4 separate regions of the Sus scrofa genome follow, and all the other regions are linked to region 1. Evidence: chromatin contacts called from public HiChIP or PLAC-seq data. All regions are on one chromosome and are shown on one strand. The core of a region is the stretch at or near the end of the contact, and the rest is flanking DNA. Distances in the headings are between cores, read along the strand shown.

Evidence for each region. HiChIP or PLAC-seq counts read pairs in DNA pulled down with a chosen protein or histone mark.
Region 2: a contact with region 1 is called in an H3K27ac HiChIP or PLAC-seq map of alveolar macrophages. The contact joins the promoter of MFSD8 here to the promoter of C8H4orf33 in region 1. A contact is called at or near these places in 1 of 5 promoter capture datasets (fetal liver) and 1 of 2 datasets of contacts at active chromatin or transcription factors (alveolar macrophages).
Region 3: a contact with region 1 is called in an H3K27ac HiChIP or PLAC-seq map of alveolar macrophages. The contact joins the promoter of JADE1 here to the promoter of C8H4orf33 in region 1. A contact is called at or near these places in 2 of 5 promoter capture datasets (fetal liver and fetal skeletal muscle), 2 of 47 Hi-C or Micro-C datasets (embryonic fibroblasts and skeletal muscle) and 2 of 2 datasets of contacts at active chromatin or transcription factors (alveolar macrophages and skeletal muscle).
Region 4: an H3K27ac HiChIP or PLAC-seq map of alveolar macrophages shows a contact between it and region 1. The contact joins the promoter of PGRMC2 here to the promoter of C8H4orf33 in region 1. A contact is called at or near these places in 1 of 5 promoter capture datasets (liver), 1 of 47 Hi-C or Micro-C datasets (embryonic fibroblasts) and 2 of 2 datasets of contacts at active chromatin or transcription factors (alveolar macrophages and skeletal muscle).

Annotation. Positions count from the first base shown.
Region 1 is chr8:95,948,074-95,950,773 of Sscrofa11.1, reverse strand. C8H4orf33 (UPF0462 protein C4orf33 homolog) reads left to right here and starts at 1,393. Exons shown (of 13, transcript XR_002346802.1): 1 at 1,393-1,502. It overlaps SCLT1 (sodium channel and clathrin linker 1), which reads right to left and starts at 1,314. Exons shown (of 20, transcript XM_021100694.1): 1 at 753-1,314. The coding sequence starts at 786.
Region 2 is chr8:96,923,659-96,926,358 of Sscrofa11.1, reverse strand. It overlaps MFSD8 (major facilitator superfamily domain-containing protein 8), which reads right to left and starts at 1,296. Exons shown (of 12, transcript XM_021101605.1): 1 at 1,112-1,296. The coding sequence starts at 1,176. ABHD18 (protein ABHD18) reads left to right here and starts at 1,497. Exons shown (of 14, transcript XM_013978904.2): 1 at 1,497-1,656. The coding sequence starts at 1,497.
Region 3 is chr8:96,562,870-96,565,569 of Sscrofa11.1, reverse strand. JADE1 (protein Jade-1) reads left to right here and starts at 1,438. Exons shown (of 15, transcript XM_021100682.1): 1 at 1,438-1,671.
Region 4 is chr8:96,691,535-96,694,234 of Sscrofa11.1, reverse strand. It overlaps PGRMC2 (progesterone receptor membrane component 2), which reads right to left and starts at 1,412. Exons shown (of 4, transcript NM_001097521.2): 1 at 1,239-1,412; 2 at 971-1,236. The coding sequence starts at 1,387. LOC102166663 (a long non-coding RNA gene) reads left to right here and starts at 667. Exons shown (of 5, transcript XR_002346425.1): 1 at 667-795.

The DNA.
Region 1 (2,700 bases), core at 144-2,643:
TAAAGTTTTTAACAAAGCATGTTCTAGTCCCTTCAACGTTGCAGATACTGTTTAATTTTCCTACAGTTCTTTATTGAGTACATTCATATTAATACTTCAAGTTTCAGCTAAATAGCACCTTCCTTGACCACAGTAAATTATAACCCTGTAACAACAGTTAATGTTTGTTTAGCACTGTCAGAAATTACTCTAAATCCTTTACATATTTTAACAATCATTTAATCATTCCAACAATCCTGTGAGGAAACCGAGGCAAAAGAATTGGCAATTGCTGTCACTTCATTGTATTTATGGAATTTATGTATTTCCCTCCTCATATTCTTGGAGGGTAGAACAGCCCTCATCTTTGTAGTTGCTATGCTTGTATAGCTTCTGGCATATAATAAAAACAGGAGGCGCTCAATAAACATCTTTTGAACAAATGGCCACAGCTTTCCCTTAGGTTCTAACTGCAGACTTGGACACTCTTCCTGGCCATCAACCCTCTAATTTCCCCAGAGCACGCGAGAAGCATAACAAACAAGCGTGTAGTGGAGTCCTACTTAAGGCTAAGGAACCTTTAAGTATTTACCAAACGTTTTGCAGAAGTATATATCCATCCTCATATATACCACCAAGCTCTTTCTGCAGCTAATTTCTTAAAGTTTTTACAAATTTCCATGCATCCATCAGGCATGTAGAAAACATTACTCAACGATGACGACATTAAACATTACATATAAGAATTCTCAAAAAAGGAATGTGGAGCTTACTTTGATCTCGCAGAAACTTGATTTCAGTGGCCATGTAGATACAATTTTAGCTTGGAGCTTTCACCACTTTTACTTTTCTCAAAAAGACACAAAGCAGGCTGTACGGGGAAAACAAAACCAAAGCAATGCCTCCGAGGTTGTCTAGCACTCGAGTGCTGTAATCCGAATCCTACTCACGCGGCATCAACAGCCCCGCCGCGCCTTCCTTCTTCAGACTCTCAGGCGAGTCCCTCGCTCAAATGAGGCACTAAAGATTTCAGGTTTGCTGGAGACCCGCTAAATTAGTTCCCTTCCACGTTCACCCGAATCCCAGCCAGTGGGGAACAGGGACGCGTGTGAATACAGGCGTCCGCGGGTCACTCCAGGTCGTGTCGGGCCACTCAGGAGAGCGCCGAGGTAGCCAGCGGGCAGCCGTGTGGCGGCGTCCTCGGTGGAGCCAGGAGCTACTCCAAAGCGTCCAGGAATCCCGGGACCAGTATCGGAAATCGACTGGGCCCGCCCAGCGACTTTGAAACCGGTGCCCCAGACCGCTCCTTGGAGACGGTGACGCCGCCTGCGTCTTTACGCGTGCGTCAGCGCTTACGTCACCACGCTTCCTGGAGTTCTCTCACGCTATTGGCTATCAGTCAAGCGATGGGCGGAGCTGTAGGAACCTGGATGACAGCGGGCTGAGCCACCTGTGAAGCGGCGAGCGCGCTGTGGGGCCTGTGTTCTTTTTTAAAAGAACGCCCGCCCCTCCCAAATTTAAACGTAGGTAGGGAATTAAATATATAGTTTAAGTACCACAGTATTTTTGTTACTGGGAGAACCCGCTGGCCAAAGGGGTGGTGAAAAACGCTTAGTTTCTGCGTCTGGGGGCGGAACCCAGACTTCAGAGTCTGCTTCCAAACCTGTCCTTCTGGAGGATTTATGAGTATGAATTTGTTATCTTCAGAAGCTAGGTACGTGGGTGTTTGGAGAACTGACACAGCTGTTGTTTAAATAGTTAACCGTGAGCAATAAGGGAGGTAGGTAGAAGTACTACAAAGATCCTGCAAATTCAGCAGTTATTTCTTTAGCGATAACTTTGCTTCCTCAAAAAAAGAAACAAAAGTTACGTTCTTTGCAAGAAAAAAATTAGGTAAAACTTTACATTTGTAAATGGATTACAATCCCCATTTTTAAAAATTGATTTTGTCTAGATGTGTCTAGATTTAGATGTCTTTTTTTTTTAACAGCATTAGAGGAAATTTCAATGCCAGCAATAAAAATGTTAACTTGAGGCCAGCCACCAGTTAGTGCTTTTTAATCAAATATGTGTGTTTATGGGTTAAGTTTATGAGCAGACCATAGATACAGCTCGATTTAGCTTTCTCTTTAACAGATTAAGAAGCTTTTGTTGTCTTGTACTCGTTATGCTCTATAAACAAAGTAATGCTGGCAGAATGTATTAAGACGTTTTTCAAATGCATCCAGTGGTATCCACTTAGGTATTTGAAGTCCTGTTACAGGTTTTCTCTATACTCGCTATTAAGGGAATGAGATGGTCCCTTCCTCTAAAGACTGGTTGTAAACAGGGAGGTTTATCTAATAACTATAGAAAGTTTAATTTAGCATTGAATAAAGATTGTACTTGATTTCGTTTTCAGTTGCTATGAATTAACACAAAAACTTGTTGGAAGGAGAAACTGAGAGTGCTAGCTGCAGCTCTTTTTTGCAGGTCAGTGTGTGTATCTTTCCATGAATCTCTCACTTCTCAAGGTCTTACTTGTATCTTCCCCTACAATTGAAACATATACTATCATAGGGTGATTTAGCTTGGCACCAAGCAATAGTCATACACTTAACTCTACATTTACACTACAAGTTGATATTAGTTTGGGTGAGAGCAAGCAGTACTTTCTGGGTATAAATGATGAGGTGGTCTCTGCAGTGAATAATTGAATATCTGAAATTGGAATTTTACCTT
Region 2 (2,700 bases), core at 47-2,546, 980 kb before region 1:
TTGCGAGGAGAGGTTTGCAGACAGTAAAACAAACAACAGATTAAAAAATAATAATAATAAACAAAAAACGATAAGGAATAGTCTATGAAGAACAGTTAGGCAAAAAAAAAAAAAAAAAAAACTAAAAAGCATAGGTGAAAATTATAGCAGTGTAGAACAAATCAGTATAGAAGTAAATAGGCCCAAATGCCTCCTTAGGCCGGCTGGATGTCACTTTGCTACAACATATTTCATCACTGGCATTCATTTTAATGATCTCAAGATAAAATGTAAATAAAATTGCATTCCATATATTGTTTAGTAAATCAAGGACCAGAGAAATACATTTTCCAAATGGTTTCAAAGTGACTTCTAAAAAAGGTTTGGTGCTTAAGAGAGATAAACGAGCAAAAAATTAACAGAATCAGAGACAGCTGAAGTTCAGCTGTGACTTAATTAACTTGATTTAATAATTATGTTTAAAATGATTCTTAGCTCCGTTTTCCTAAAGGTGAAAATACTTCACTGTTTAGTAAGAAACAAACTATAACAATTCTGAATCACAGTCCATAAACTAGAACCAGAATAATCAGAATAGTAAGGGTCAAAATACACTTCGTCCCTTAACTGTTTAAAAATAAGTATTTATACATTTGGCATAGGACAAAAGTGAGTTCGTCTTGGGTTTATCTGCTAAAAAAGTATCAAGAAGTTAGCAGGCAATTAACTGAACACTAAGACCAGTTATTTTCAAGTACCTATTAAAACCATCATTTTCGAACTTTTATGAAATGTGTAAAGTGATCAGTTCTGTAAAGGGTCAAATGCAAAACTTAAAAAAATAAAGGGCCAAATGCAGAGCGCAGTTGCTTGGCTGCTGCATAACTGTTGTGAAGGTCCAAGAGGCTATCTGCCTTTCTATAACCCCTTCACCACAACCCGCCAACTCAAGGCGCCCCCGAGCCGGACGCGGGTTCTCTGAAGTAGAAGCGCATCTCCGGGTCTCGCCCAACCTGCCGCGGCTCCCGCCGCCTAGGCACCCCTCATTGCACCAGCTAAGGCTGACGCGAGGAAAAGCGTAAGTCCCAAGTGCGCAGGAGGGTGAGATGGCCTCCCCCCAACATCCGCTCACCTGCTTCCTGGTGTATGGTCTCCTAAGAGGGGCTCCTGTTCAGCCCCGACCCCAAAGCTCGCCATAGTTAAAGCTCCCACAAAGCTAGAGGTCAACTCTCGCGACACCTCCTACTCTCTCCCATTCCAGGAGGCCCGAAGGTGTCAGAACAGGCCCGCAAGTGCGCATGCGCACCCGACAACCAGAAGTGGGCGGAGCGTGCCAGGTCAGAGGCGGGGTCACGAAGAAGACAGGGCGGGGCGGGGCCGTGGAGATGACAGGGTTAAGGGGTGGGTCCTGAGGTCTGAACCTCCTCCTGGCGTTTCCGCCTCTCCGCCTCCAGGGACGACCTGAAGGAGAGCCAGAGAGGGGGCGTATCCAAACAGCCGCCCCGCCCAGGGTTCGTATGCCTTCCTATGCTTCCCTGTCCGCTACCTCTCGCACCTCAGTTCCTGGAGAGTGTGGTGAAGCTGCGCTTGCGGTTCAGCCCGAAAACAAGTCCCGGGAGAGATCGGTGGCGCAGGGAGTCTCGGCTAGCTGGATAGCAGGCGTCCGCCCAGCGGCCAGTGAGTATGTATCCAGTCCAGGCCGCGCTTCCCAAGCCTCTTGCAGCGCTGCCTACGTGCCAGGAGTCAGGGGCTGAGAGCGCAAGGCTTGGCGGGAGACTCGGGGGTCTGGAGCCCTGGGGAGGGTGGAAGTGCTCGGGCGGGTCCGAGTGAGGTGGGCTGGCGGGCTCTCCCCTCTGTGGAAAGTGGAGGTGGTGACGCGCTGTGCTTTATCTCGCCTGGTTAACTGCAAAGGCCCCTTACCCATAGTGCCTTGTTGAGACCTGGATTGAAGATGGGGGTCCTCCAGCCCCTCCTAACCTGCTGATCCCCAAATTGGAACCCCACCGCCGCCTGCGTGGACTGTGGGCTTTCAGCCTTGCAAGATACCAATCAGCAGAGCCTGCTGCTGTAACCTGGAGGTTAGAAAAGGCACAGCACAAGTTTGACAATGGCCAGCTCTTTTCATCACAAGGAGAATATTTTTAGAAAATAGGTTATGGGTTGTTTTTGTTTGTTTGTTTTCGGTAGATCGAGGTGCTGTTTCTTTTCTGGTGCTTACATATTAACATCTTACCTCTACAAGCAGACTTGTAAGCTAATTGGTGCAGTAGTCATGTGTGTCATAGTTAGCACTAGATACATCTTTATGTGATTTCATTTGATCACAACTATGGGATAGGTAAAGCAGACACATTTATAATTTACAGAGAACTAAGGCCCAGAAAAGTTAATAACTTACCCAGAGTCACTCGGTGTGAAAATGGCCGAGTTGGGACCCAAATTAAACTGTTTTCGATCAAAATGAGCACTTACTCTATTCCAGGCCCTATACTAGTTATGTACTGTATGGTATAAGCCATCACTTTTGATCTTTGTCTTGTTTGTAACCTTGTGTGTAGTCTATTAGATACAGTCCACTGACTTAACAGCTAAACTTGAAATAGGTTTTCTCTTAGTACAGAATTATCTTCTGAATACAGACCTAACTTTGTGTACTTGGATTCAGTCTTGCAAATTTGTAACAGCTAACAAAAACATATCAGATTCCTATGATTGGTCCAA
Region 3 (2,700 bases), core at 189-2,688, 610 kb before region 1:
TTTAGATTGCAGAGGGCTTAGTATTTAGCAGCCACCATGATTTGAGTGAAGTTACTGCTTCGCATTGGGACATTTAATTAAAAATTTCTGGGAACAGAGGCTTAAACTGAGAGTTCAGTGTTTAGGGGATTCCTCTGGATTGCTGTTAGAACTTTAAAGAGATTGACTTGAATTTTTAAATAAGAAAGTTGCTGATATTTCAAATACTGCTGGTTTTGCTTAGATTTGGTTGAATTTCAATATTTGGCTGGTTAATTCTCTAGATAGAGTTTCCTCATGTCTTTACTCAGATGTATGTATAAGTCTCAGTAGCTCAAGTTTCAAGAAGTGGAGTTCATTTTGTTCTGTAAATACACTGACTTTTTTTTTTTTTTTTTTTTTTTTTTTTTTTTTAGGTCTCATCTAGGGTAGACAGTCTGTTTAATCTCAGTTGGTCTAACTGCTATCAAGTTCTGGTCATCTTAGCTTGGGTAAATGATTGAGAACTGGTTCAGATACTCTATAGAGAACTCTATTTGTCATATTCTAGGTCCCAAACCTTGGCTCAGTAAGACTTCAATACACACACACACACACACACACACACACACACACACATGGATTTTGGTTGTTCTTATTGTTATATAAATTTTGTCCTAAAGCTGTAACCAGTACATGCTCACTATAGTAAAATTTGCAAATTATAGAAAAATAATAGGAAAAGAGAAAAATTACCCCAGTTCCACCTAGAGACAATGACTGATTTGAGGGATATTTCCTTCTACTCTTTATTTCTTATGCAGTTTTCCTTTCTTCACATAGTACATTTTTGCACCCTACTTTTAAAAATGTGAATTATAAGTATTTTTCCATTTTACCACACACTCTTTTTAATAACATTTGGATGATTGCCTAGCATTCCACATAGTGCAGTGCATTTCAGAAAGAACATAACTTGGTGGAGGAGACTACAACATACTCATAGAGTCAGCTTTGATTGTGTTCCCAAATGAGTAAGGCAGGGGTATAAAACCTTATGGATAACACGGTGTCCTCAGAGGGTGCGAGCAGATGTACCATATCTCAGCAGAGCTTCTCTTGCTCTGCACTGACCATGTGAGGCACATGGCTTCAGCTGGTACTCTCCATATTAGGTCTCCACAACACTTTTATCATCCGTTTGCATCCTTGGAAGACTATACGCTTTTGTTGAAAATAATTATTACAGCACTAAACTTTGCTGGAACCAAACTCAGCAAGAATAAGTGATGTACCTGCCTTGGAGGATGTGTCAGTTATCTGTTTATTACTTCACAGTTATAAATTTGCTCTTCATTGCCTACTCTGAGAAAGTGGATATGGGCCCTTTAAATATTTTTTCTTTGCCAGATGGTGCCATGTTAAACTTTGCCAATAGATAGTGCTTGAGAAACACTGCAGGAGGGAAGTATTTTGCTTCCTAGTCTGGCCTGCTCCCTAGACAGGCTCCTGGAGTGCATGGGGCTTCTGACCAGCACCTACTGTCATAGTAGCCAGCAATAACCAGTGGCCAGCACTTTACTCTTTCATCTCTTCTTGGGTGACTTTGTAGTAGAATGCCTCTAGTGAGACATCTCCCTGTGAACAGCTTTCCCAGCACCCTAAAGAATGGATTTCCAGCAAATTCCATAAAGCAGATTTTCAGCATATTTGGTGAGCATACACTGTAGCTATCTCTCTGCCATTCATTAGTCTAGTCTGTGCTCTTGCCAGTCAAGTCTGGATTTTTTTTAGCCCTGTCTGTGGAGAGGATGGGGTCATACCTTGGGTACTGAATCTCAGCCCTCGGGCAGGAGCTGCTCCCCATTTCCATATCCTTTAGAGTTCCTTTTACTCCTGAGTAGCCTATTCCTTTTTATGTCGATGTCCTGATATAATTAATAGTGATTTATATTAAATATTCCTGTTCAAATCACTATGTGTCTTTTTTCTCCTGATTAAACCCAGACTGATAAAGGGGAGGAAGCAGAGTAAGAGCCCAGGTGTCTCTGTCTTTACCTTTCTCGCATGATGGAAAGGCCATTTCCTGCATTAGTCTACTTCTTGACTCTTAGCCTTCCTGAGCCCCAGAGTCCTCATCTGTAAAATAGTGTTTATAATAATACCTGTCTCATAGGGTCTTTTTGAGGGTTAAAAGAGATTAATATATACAAATTACTTGAAACATTGCCTGGCGTATAGTAAGTATTTAATGTATGTTATTTGTCACTATAGTTTAATCTAGGTAAATCTGTCACTGAGTTTGATTGGAGGACTGCAAGTACAAACTCAGTTTTTTTTTTTTGTTTGTTTTTTGCTTTTTATGGCTGCGCCTGCAGCATATGGAGGTTCCCAGGCTACGGGTCAAATTAGGGCCACAGGTGCCGGCCTACACCACAGCCACAGCAACACCAGATCCAAACAACATCTGTGACCTATACCAAGCTCATGGCAACACGGGATCCTTAACCCACTGAGAGAGGCCAGGGATCAAACCTGCAACCTCATAGTTCCTAGTCGGATTCGTTCCACTGCACTGCAATGGGAACTCCCAAACTTCTTAACAAAGCATATACCACAGTTTACTTAACCATTCCCATGTGATAGACATTTAGTTGTTTTTACCATTTTGCTGTAATAATGCTATCATGAACTTCTTTGTGTATAAAACCCATTTACTCTTGGGTTTTCTTTGTTTCTTTC
Region 4 (2,700 bases), core at 163-2,662, 740 kb before region 1:
CTGGAAATGTATGTTATAACTACATTGCAAAAGAAGGGTTTCTAAACCAGCAACCTAAATATACACAGCTCTCTAAACGCAAAGTTCCAAAAACTTTTGGCTTGCAAAACTGGTGCGGGGTGGGGGTGGGGGGGTATGAATTTATAGCTCTTTTTTTTTCCTCAGTGAAAATACAATAAGTCATAATCAACGTGTATTTGAATACCTGCCTTCCTACTACCAAAAAAAAAAAAAAAAAAAAAAGAAAAAGAGAAAGAAACCGGACAGGCATGCCTGCTAGGTATATGAGCTCCACCCCCAAAACTCAGGGCGAATACCCTTGCCAGTATTTACTAGGATCTGCATTCTGGTATGCTTCATCTCACATTCATTGTTAATCTTGGAAAGCGTCTCCATACTAAAACTATTTTTTTTTAAGGTTGAAGTGTTGCTTATGTACCCGGACTTCATAGAGGGTTGGGACTTGGAGCTACGTGTACCTAAACGTGGCCCTATGAGTACTAGTAGAGAGAAAAGGGACATCAGTGGCAAAAAAAGAGTAAAGAAAGGAAAGCTGTGAATTACAGGGCCAAAAACTTTAGGTCCCTACTTTAGAAATTTTCCTTCTCTCCTGCCCACTACCATCCCAGGAGCTACAGTCTGAGGGCCAAGGTGACTGACGACAACTAAAAGGATTTTTTAAAACTCAGCACAAGAAAAAGCTGCGAGAAGAGTTGGGAAGAGAGAAAGATAAGAACTGAGAGCTGGTTCCTGGGACAACACTGGGACCCCGACTTCGGGGGAGAAACGCTGGAGGTGCCCGCGGCTGGGCTGGGTTGGGGACGGGCTGTCTCAGGTGCGGCAGACAAGGCGCGGGGGTCCAGATGTCGAGAAGGCTGCCAAACTAACCCGGTGCCCACGGGCCCTCCCATCAGAGGGGGGTCGCGCTTGATCTGCAGGGGGTCCTCACCCTCCCCTTCCAACTCCTCACCCGGGCCGTAGAACTTGCTGCCTTTGGTCACGTCGAAGACTTTCCCATTGACCGCGAGTAGGATGCGCGGCGTGCGGGACCCGTCATACTGGCGCAGCTGCTCCAAGCTGAAGTCCCGCTTCTTCATACGAGGCAGAGAAGCGGCTGGGCTCTCCTCGCCTGCCCCGGCTCCGGCGCCCAGACCCCGCCGCCCCCAGCGCACCCACAGCCGGTAGGCCCCCAGCAGCACTAGCGCCACCAGCGCCACGTTCAGCAGCATCTCCCCGCCCCCGTCAGAAGCGCCAACGCCGCTGTCGCCCAACCGCCCCCTTCTGCTGCCTCTCCCGCGCCGCCTGGGCTCTCGCTGCTGCCGTCGCTGCTGCTCTCGCTGCCACTCCCTAGGGTGCCTAGCTTCACGTCCCCATCACCCGCCGCCATCACTGCCCGCCAGCGCCTTCCTCCTCCTCCCCGCCCCCTGCCCGCCCCAACCTCACGGGGGCCCCGCCCATATGGGGGCCTCTCAGCCAATAACGTGAGGGTAGGGGGCGGGGCCAGATGGGCTCCCGATTGGGTGTTGACGGGGTAACGTTGTCTAGGATCCCTCCTCCACCTCCCTTCTTTTGCAGGCCGCGCTCGCGTGCGGCGCCCCGCCTACCTCGCCCCACACTTCCCTGCTTTTGCCCGTCATCTCTTCTAGTTGAAGTAGAAGGGGCGGTCCTGAAAAGATGCTGCGCGGGACGCGCGCGCGCATAGGCGGGGCAAAATTACTGCGCGTGCGCGGGTTCCGGGGCGCCACGCGCTCTCCTTTCCAATGCAACCCCTTCGGAAGGCACGCTCCGCCCAGTCCCCTCGCTGTGCGCGTGCGCCTAAAAGTCTCTTCCCTTCCCAGGCCTGGGTTGGCGTCCGCGAGCAGTTGCCTGTCTCTTGTCGCTCCGCCCGTGAGCTTCACGTGCGCCGAGGCTGCTGCTGAGGCGGGGCGGTCCCGGATTCCTTTCTGAGGGCATGAGTGGCTAGTGCGAGGCCTCGGCATAGTATTAACTGCTTTCGCAAATCGGTGAGGGGTGTCTCTCCCCTTGGACGCCGTCGCGCCCGTCCGGAAGCTATGAGCGTGGGCACTCAGGCAAAGCTACCGCCAGAAGTTTTGGCGATGAGCTGGTCTCCTGGCGCAGAGAGTGTACATAGAACCCGCATTGGAATTGTTTGGCAAAAGGAATCTACGTGCTGTCTGCGACAACGAGTAGCCACTCCCCAGTGGTTTTGGCCAAGGCTACTCTTGTCCAGTTTTCTTTCAGGTTTCAGTCTAAAGGTGTTATTCCTTAAGTCGTAATTTCTGGGGCGGTAGGGAAGTAGATGGGATAAGGTGGCCCTTCAATTCATTAGTTTAGCTTTATTTACAGTTTCTTTTCATCTACCTGGGCGTTGTAGAGTCTTAGCCTCACGTCCTTAAAATTCGGGTATAAGTGTCACCTGTGAAGCCTCATTCTGGATCTTTCACCTCACGCGCGCTCTCTTCATTTCACATACTCCCTTAGGCCTGAGTCTGTTTTTCTGCGTCTCAGTCTATGCCCCGCCCCGCCAAGCTGCTGTAAACTACTCTTGTGGTGAATGAAGGTTGTATCAGGGGAGTAACGGTTTCCGTTTAATCTTGAGGAATTGATGAGATGGAGGAGAGACGTGGGGGAGTATGGTATGCATATTAGGGAAACTAAGTGGTCCACTTTGGCTTTAAGTACTGAAGAGGGGCAAAGTCT